2 separate regions of the Mus musculus genome follow, and region 2 is linked to region 1. Evidence: chromatin contacts called from public Hi-C data. All regions are on one chromosome and are shown on one strand. The core of a region is the stretch at or near the end of the contact, and the rest is flanking DNA. Distances in the headings are between cores, read along the strand shown. Region 1 has its middle 340 kb from the start of Gm45488. Region 2 has its middle 73 kb from the start of Gm30397.

Region 1 (4,419 bases), core at 473-2,972:
AATGTTGCATAATGTTACATGTCTAGAGATTGGAGATTTAACTCAGTGGTAGAATGTCTACCTAGCAAGCACAAGTCCCTGGATTTGGTCCTCAGCTCAAAGGGAGAGATGGATCATTATGTATCTTCCACTTGTGTTTGCTTACTTTGTTTTAGGGACAAGGTCTCTTTTTGAACCTGATACTTACTAGTACAACAAGACTAGTTGTCCAGCAGTGTCCAGGGATCCTCTTGTTTCCATCTTTAGGATTATAGATGTGCCCTATTAAACTGGCTATTTACTTGGATGTTGGAGATACAAGCCCAGGACCTCATGCTTACATGGCAAAACATACTGACTGAGCCATCTTCCCAGCCCTATGAGCAAACTACAATTTTTGTTTGTTTGTTTGTTTGTTTGTTTGTTTGTTTGTTTGTTTTGAGACAGGGTTTCTCTGCATAGCCCTGGCTATCCTGGAACTTACTCTGTAGACCAGGCTGGCCTTGAACTCAGAAATCCACATGCTTCTGCCTCCCAAGTGCTCGGATTAAAGGCGTGCACTACCACTGCCCAGTACAAACTAGAATCTTAAGAGTTATAGATCAGAATTTTACTTTGCAATAGTCATCTTATACATTTTTTTTTTAATGAAGGGCAGAAGGAATTTGGAGAAAATAGCTCACCAAATAGATTCCACATACTTAGGTAGAGAGTGGACATATCAGCCTTTGGTTGATTCTGGTTGTATGTATGACTCAAAAGGTACACAGGTAAGATGAGTTCACAGCTCAAAACAGTAATGTAAGATAATCCTAAAACTGAAAACCCTTTATAGGAACTTTTCTGGTAAGGCATTAAGTAAAACAGCCAGAAATGCTTCTGTCTTGGTTCTCAGAACCCCTGGAGGCATGCTTGCACCAGACAAGGCAGATGCATCTCATTAAAAGTTGCTGTGTTGAAAATATTGTAAATCTTTCATTTCCCACTCAAGAATGTAGTTCTGTAACCCACAAAGAGAGAGGGAACACTTTTAACTTCTTTCTCTTAAGTTAATTAAGAGCCTGCTGTACCTCTGCTCTGCTTTTATTCTTACAAAGCAAAAGCTGATGGAAAATGTGTTTAAAAATGTAAAAGATGCTTCTTCAAAGAAATTTACAGCTTGCACTTGGGAATAATACCACCAAAAATGAATTTTTTTAAACTATTGCATTTTAAGCTAACATAGTTAGATGAGCATGACTTCAGGATATGAATTTAAATATGTATTCTATTAGTACCTGCAACATTTGTGGAAACTTCTGAATACAGTAATTGAGTCATTTCGGTAGAGAATAAAGCATATTTCTATTCAATTGAACTCTGAGTGTTGGTTAAATATGAAATAAGCAATTGTAAGGATGATGTACTAGAGTTCCATCAGTAAGACACGCCGTTAACGATAAATGCCATTTCACAGCATCAAATTCTGTAGGATGACTGCTATAAAACATGTTCAGAACGATGTGATTTGACCCGATGAAACTAGGTAACGGGCTCAATCCCGGTGCTCTTTCCAAGGGTGTGTACCAAATGAACAAATTCACAAGTAAAAGATGAGAACAGGTCCTAGACAATCTGTTGATGTGTGTGATATTTCTCTCCACCACCTTAGATCAGAAATCTTGCCAATTAGGTCTGCAGAGGAAATGAACCCATATGTGGTTCAATTGGAGGAGACGAGGAGTCGTGGTGATGAAAAATATGCCCACAGATTTGAAAATGGGATGAACTACTTACTATCAAGCTGTCAGTCCTGGCCATCATTTTGCCAGGAGATAACTATGAAATGGAAAATTGATGTTTAGAAGCACTCACAGTAACTTAACAAGATTAATTTTATGCTTATTGAGTTTAATAATAAGTATGTGCTATATTTATATTGTCTTTTTTACTGCAGATTTATTTTTATTTTATTTAATAACATATTTGTTCTACAATAACCTGAGAAAATTTTGAACATTTGGACCATCAATAGAGGCAAACTCTCAGTTCAGGTTCCAGCTACCTAGAGGGAGACTGTACTGAGCCATTGCCAGCAAACGATAAACCCATGGGTTAAACCTTGTATGGGCTAAAGCTTGTGCATCGCTTGCTTTTTCATTTTTATGGCCTACAAATGAATTTGTCTCCACAGATGCACATTTTCAATGGAGTTGATGCAAAGATACATGGACTTGGACCCCAACTAAGCACAATTTTACCATTCTCCTCTTCCTCATGTAAAATGATATAGTAACAGTTCTCTCAGCATATCTGTATAACAAATATTGTAGCTAACTTCTATATTATATATTGAGTTTGGGCAAATAAAAATTTGTAAAAATATTTCTCCCTTTTTGTGCATATACACATGTAAATCTTCATTTTTTTTCCTCATTACCACCAAAATCTAAAATATTTTCCATCTGCTTCTTCACATAAAAGCATTTGTAATGTACATTATTAAGACATGGTTTTCAGATCCTGTGTGTTCTTAGAAATGCAAAAGTATGCATGTTTAACAAAGTCATACAATAAGTGTTTTACATGTACTCTTAGCAATGTATTCAAGAGCATACTGCTAAAACTGTAAGACCACCTTTGAAACAAATGTTTTCTAACCCCATACCCTTATAATTGAGCATTGTGTTCATGTATGTATTATAACAATATGGGCATTTGTTTTTAAATGAATAAAGACTCAACAGAAAAAGTAACAGACTTTCTATAATTCTTTTAAAAATCCAAATCAACTTCTGGAGCTATCTTTTAAATTCTCTTGTAATCCCTATTGTAATTCTAAATAAAAGACTTCTTCCCAATGTATCAACTTTAGAGTTTAAGTCTTGATTTATGTGTATAAGAAGGGAGGTTTGGCTAGAGTCATGCCAAGGTATTTTATATTATATGTGACTATTGAGAAGGGTGTTGTTTCCCTAATTTCTTCCTCAGCCTGTTTATCCTTTGTGTAGAGAAAGGCCATTGACTCGTTTGAGTTAATTTTATATCCAGCTACTTCACTGAAGCTGTTTATCAGGTTTAGGAGTTCTCTGGTGGAATTTTTAGGGTCACTTATATATATTATCATATCATCTGCAAAAAGTGATATTTTGACTTCTTCCTTTCCAATTTGTATCCCCTTGATCTCCTTTTGTTTTCGAATTGCTCTGGCTACGACTTCAAGTACTATATTGAATAGGTATGGAGAAAGTGGGCAGCCTTATCTACTCCCTGATTTTAGTGGGATTGCTTCCAGCTTCTCACCATTTACTTTGATGTTGGCTACTGGTTTGCTGTAGACTGCTTTTATCATGGTTAGGTATGGGCCTTGAATTCCTGATCTTTCCAAGACTTTTATCATGAATGGATCTTGGATTTTGTCAAATGCTTTCTCCACATCCAACGAGATGATCATGTGGTTTTCATCTTTGAGTTTGTTTATATAGTGGATTATGTTGATGGATTTCCGTATATTAAGCCATCCCTGCATCCCTGGAATGAAACCTACTTGGTCAGGATGGATGATTGTTTTGACAGGGGAACACCAGGGCCAAAAAGTGGGAGTGGGGGGGTGAGGGGAGTTGGGAGAGGGTATTGGGGGACTTTTGGGATAGCATTGGAAATGTAAATGAAGAAAATACCTAATTAAAAAAAAATTAAAAATAAAGTTAAAAAAAAAAAAAGAAGGGAGGTTTGGCCTGACCCTAGCTCTTTTCTCCATCTCTCTTCTTAAAATGAAGATTCATTCAGTGTTTCTATTGATACTATCATTCCTCCAAATAGTATACATAAATCACTAGCTCTCTTCCTAACGAATTAAAAAAAAATCTCCTGAGGTCTGAATTTGTTAAGATTCTCCTAGAAGTATTTCAGACACAACTTTCTTTGTTATCTTCTGTCTGCTGTGTCCTTAGTAGTCCATACTGGTATCATCTCCTTTTATGTTTTCAAATGTTTTGGATGTTGTCATATCACCATGAAAGCTTTAATACTTGAAGATGAGTACATAGCTTTTTATTTTTCTTCAATGTCCCTACTGTAGTAATTTCTTCAAAGACAATTTTACAACCCAGGTTAGCGCAGTAAAGCTAGGCTGAGGACTTTTATTTAACCGTTGGAAAAAAAGACATCATTTAGTTGTCACAAATGCCTCTTTTCAAAAGCTCAATCAGACTTTTATTGGATCAGCCAAATTTATATCTCATTGCTATCACCTCCTGCTTCATATGATCTTTTTGCTCTTTTACTTTGCAGTCTAAAGTATTTCTGTACAATAGTTTTTATTTTTTCTGTTGATGAATGTGATCATTAGCTTAGTAGATAGTCACTTGATTTTATTCTGATTTCTTAGAAGTCTGATTTAGCCTGTATGGCTCTTTTTTCCTCAACACAACCTCTTACTGTATAGTTACCTCCTATTTT
Region 2 (4,782 bases), core at 208-2,707, 650 kb after region 1:
CCTTTGCCTTGCCCCTAAGAGACGTGCTCTTGTTTATCTAGGTGGTGAGGAAACTGATCCAGTGTCACATGGACTTTATCAGTTCTGCTTGCTTTTTCTTTTCCAAGTTCACACACACACAGAAAAAAAAAAATGAAAGCTGCTTAATTAAAATCAAGTGGTCTGAGCTAACCTCCCACTTCCCTCTCCATCTGTGGAGTATTTGCTTCCAGATAGACTCAGCCGGTTCCATTTTTCACCCCCGGGGCTGACACTAGTCCAGTTCAAATCCACCGTATTGCCAAATATACAGAAGCAAGCAAGGCTTTCCCGAAGATAGCCATCTCTTTGATGTGAGAGGCCTTGCTTTTCTACACGGGTAAAATGGCTCTCTGTGCTACACCTTCCCAGTTTTCGTTGGCAAACTACATCAGGAGAAGTGCCTGCAGTTCTCGCTGCTGCCTGTCTTTGACTGGAATTCACTGATGTTAAACTTGCAAGCTATCTTTTTTTTTTTTTTTTTTTTTTTTTTTTTGCAAGCAAACTGGAGTGAGGAAAGAGTTCGATTTGACAAGGCACATGATTTTCTACTTGCCTTTATTCCATTTTCAAGGCAAAGGTCTGACCAGCTGGAAATTTCTAGAAGTAAATATCATGTCTCTTTCCCTGTCTTCCCTGCATGTCCACTTCACTGCTGGAAGCATGACAGAAAAGCAATAGGAATTTTTTTTTAATTGAATGGAATTTTTTTTTCCTAAAAGGAAGTTTGGTGGTTTCCATCTTCGTGATATGTGTGTGTGTATGTGTGTGTGTTTGTGTGTGTGTGTGTGTGTGTGTGTGTGTGTGTGTGTGTGTGTTTATATCAGGGCTTCACACTGACCAAGAACTCATTTATATGCTAGAATAGATAGCCAGGAAGGCCCAGATTTGCTGTGTCTCCTTCTCCCCAAATACAAGTACAAGTGCGTACTTGGAAATACAAGAGCACACTGCTGCTGTACCCAGCTCTTCCATGGGTTCCCAGGATCCAAGGCCAGTCCTCATTCCTGTATGAGCACTGACTGCATCATGATGTCACTTTCATCATTCCTTTGCAGATACCTAATGTAATGAACTCAGAACGCTGACTTCAGTCTCTGATTAGCTCGGTCATGAAGTCTACCCAGTATGTTGGTGGCTTTCTGGAGGAAACAGCAGGGAATCACCACAAAATGTCACCGTCTAGTAGCCAGCATTGAGATGCCAACTCCCTTTGAAAGTTGGAGCAGGAAAGGACACATACACCCCTTCTGACATCTTCCTCTCCGAAGGCTTCTTGAACTTAGTGAGTTTTCTGCATCCTTTGAAGGTCCCTTGAAGGCTTTGCTTTCCCAGGGAACAAACACAGTATCATTTTTCAGATGCTTAAAGCCTGACAGGAACAGCAAGAGCTGCCTTCCCAGTGACCTAAATTTGCTTGCACTATGGAGACCGACTGAGGACCTGCACCTGCTACGTTAGACAGCCACAGCTGCTCTGCATCCTGACTCTCCTAAATAATGACGCAGCTCAGATTTTACTATATTTAAAAGCAGTCTTTTTTTTTTTTGCATATAGAACTTCTCTACACTAACTCGACTTCTGACCTTATTATTTATGAGGGTCACATTATGCTCTTCAGACATAAAGCCAACACTGGAAACTCACACAAAAGTCCTAGGGATAGATCGAAATCGTGTCTGTTTTGGGGCAGATGACTTAACACAGTCATTCTTGGTAAGAGTGACTGTATTGAAACACTTCTACGTTCTGCAAGGCGTTCGGAAATGTAAAGGGATAGGTGACCCAGTCACTCTCTGAAGATCTCTGTAAATTCCCTAGCATTCTGCCTATTTAGCCATTCCCTTTATATCACAAGGGATTCATTCTTTCACTGCCAAGCAAAATACTGCAGGAGTATGTCATAGTAGCAGGTTGTATATTCTGTTGGTGAGCATCGAGATTAATCCAAATTGCTTAAGAAACAATTTAGCAGTGTCTAATAAGCTTGATAATCATCTACACTGGAGGACTCAAAACTCTCTAATATTGTTCCATGAGAAAGCTTCCCACATGTACAGGTATAAAATGTTCATAGTAACATTGATTTTAAAACAAATAGAATAAAATAAATACTATAGAAAGAACATGACTGTTAAGGGCTGGGTAATGTGTGCCTTTAAAGTCACCTCTGCCTGGCTCTGAAGGTATATAAATGAACTTAACTGCTCTGCATCTTCATCAGCCTTTGAGAGGCCTTTGAGGAAACAGTCCATGTCTGTCCTCAACTGTATGTACAGATCCTAGATTAATGCCTCCCACACAGTTGGTTATTTGATAAGTAAAAGCTTGATGATCAAACAAAGGCTCAGATGGATACAGCGCACTTCACAACCCTGGACTTTCTACCTGATCAGTCCGAGTACCTGGACCAAAAGTACCTGAAAATTGTTTTAACCATGTACTTCTGGGCCTTACCATAAACCCAGAGTTAGAATTGCTGAAGGCAGCTCCAGGGAATCTGCATCTTAGCCCACGTTCCTGTGGTCCTTCAATGGGAACAGAAACCACAGGCTTAGAAATGCACATGGAGCGTCTTATAAAGCAGCCTGAGAGAAGATAGAAAGCCAAAGGAGGAAAGATGACAACTCAAGCTGCCTCTGCGATGATTAAAAACATACAGACTAGGAAGAGTCAGCATTTTAACTGCTGATAACTTTCCATGCTACATGTCAGGTCTAACAGTGCACTGCAATTCCAAGAAAACAAACAAAAAGAGTTTCACAAGGAACTCGATTACACTTCTGCACCCTGTTTACAGGTTTAAACATTAAGGCACAGAGATGTTCAACAGCTATTCAAAGATGTAGTTACTAAGTGTGACCCCCTGGATCCTCCTAAGAAGTTACAAGTGTAGCCCCATATGGGTGTTGTAACAGGCGAAGTAAGACTATATTACAGTTATATATGTCCTAAGGAGCCACAAAGTATCACTAATACATGTAAGCCAAGAACCAGTTGGAGATGTTTCCCTTCCTGCAGGGACTCTCCCTAGAGCTGTAATAATTGAGCAGGCTATATTCTCATTTTCTGCAGGCTATACCTAGAGGGGTCTAAAAAGAAGATAGGAATACAGAATTTACATAAAAATAGACACTGCCTGTTCATCCTAGCATTCCCCGGCTCTCCCCCAAATACTTCAAATGGAGTTTCTGATTGTCTTGATTTAGCAAGGAGGGCTTTAAGCCTTCCGATCCTAGAACGCACTGGATGTCTATTAGGCCAGCAGGTGCATCAGTGCGGTATTTAAATCTCGTTCAGAACCACGTGCTAAGACCCAGAATAAGCCTTGCTTCTACCACCTACCCAGTCTGCCTGGGACGGTTGCAAAAGGGAAGAGGGCATCAACCTACAGATCCTTCTCTTCTGCAGACAGTTGAGGCTGCAGGAGCTGCCACCAGCCCCATCCCATCATCTCTCACTGGCTCCACTGCTAACTCGAGTCAGAGATGGACAGGCAGAGAGGTGAATCCAAGCCCCATCTGGAGTTTACCACCATTCCCATCAATAGACACAGTGGGCTCTTATCAGTTAGTATAGAGAAGAAAGACTTCAGAAATGTAGTCAGGCGTCCTTTGTGCACAAAGGAACTTAAAATAATTTCTAAGCTGGGCACTTCCCATTCTAAAATACACAAGACGTGAGAAATTCCAGGGATTAAATAGGAGACAGGAAAAGGCGCGCGTGGATGCCAAGCTCTTCCAAATGCTCCGGTCCTCAACTTGATTAACACTAATTCCTGCAGCTGCTCATTTTCTTCTCCCCGGCCTCTCCTCACCTTGATCTCACTGGGTTCTCTCAGTCAGACATTTGGAAGGCTAATGAAGTGCCCGGTCTGATTTATACACACAGTGAGTGCCTGCTTCCTTTGCTACCACAGATGCAGCCAGCAGAGCACGTATTCCCTTTTCTGAGTCTTTAGTGTACAAACATGTTTTTATCTTCTGTAAGTGTTCCCAAAATAAGGGCCTCTAGAGACCGCCCGGGAGTCTGATGTCTCATTCCAGTCCCCGAAGTACTTTGAAATAGTCTTATCGCAGAAAGCAAATCACGGGGCTCTCAGTTTTCCCATGCTTGTGATGTCTTTTTGGTGACTTCACATTCTGTGAGCTATATTTAGTGGTTAAACGCCTGGCTGCTGAAGAGTGACTCTGTCTGTTTGTAGACTGTGAATAAAAGAGTCTCAATATATCGACAAAATGTTCAGCTCTATTCTATTGATCTTCTCTGGCGAGAAATCACCTATTTCATCAAAGTGAAGGAAGATTCTCAGCATCTTCCAACACAGGTGTAACAGCACTTGTGTAAAGGCTGACTTAATGCAAAGAGACATTTATAAATATCCATTCATTTATTGAACATGTTAAGAACATTTCTAAACTGGAAGTGATGATGCCCAATATTCAATGTATATTACTTAAGTATTAAAATGAAAACTGTTCCCAAGGACAAGATAAGTGGCAATCCAATTTAGATACTTTTAAGGGTGAAGGGTAGACTAGAAGGTAAGATGATGTTTGGTATAAAATCAGTATATCAGCAGAACTGCATTTTAGGTCTTGATACCCTTAGTATCCTCCACAATACTTCTACTCTCCAATATAAGAGTAACTTGCTAAAACAAAAATACATATATAATTTTCTTCATGCAGGAAATATTGTGGTTTGCTATGATAGAAAGAATACCAACTTCATTTTGGAAAACATCCAGACATGTTTAGGAAA

Evidence for each region. Hi-C and Micro-C count contacts between places; a contact is called where the count stands out from the background.
Region 2: a contact with region 1 is called in a Hi-C map of cerebellar granule neurons, with 3 times the contacts expected there. The contact joins two enhancer-like sites. A contact is called at or near these places in 4 of 484 Hi-C or Micro-C datasets (brain, cerebellar granule neurons and cerebellum).

Annotation. Positions count from the first base shown.
Region 1 is chr8:44,041,114-44,045,532 of GRCm38.p6, forward strand. No RefSeq gene overlaps it. Among named protein-coding and RNA genes, the nearest start is that of Gm45488, 340 kb to the left of the region's middle. Within about 2 kb of position 1,723, at least 1 of the 459 cell types and tissues checked has an H3K27ac peak or open chromatin away from gene starts, as enhancers often do. A contact at or near this core is called in cerebellar granule neurons, where this site is marked.
Region 2 is chr8:44,691,049-44,695,830 of GRCm38.p6, forward strand. No RefSeq gene overlaps it. Among named protein-coding and RNA genes, the nearest start is that of Gm30397, 73 kb to the right of the region's middle. Within about 2 kb of position 1,458, at least 8 of the 459 cell types and tissues checked have an H3K27ac peak or open chromatin away from gene starts, as enhancers often do. A contact at or near this core is called in cerebellar granule neurons, where this site is marked.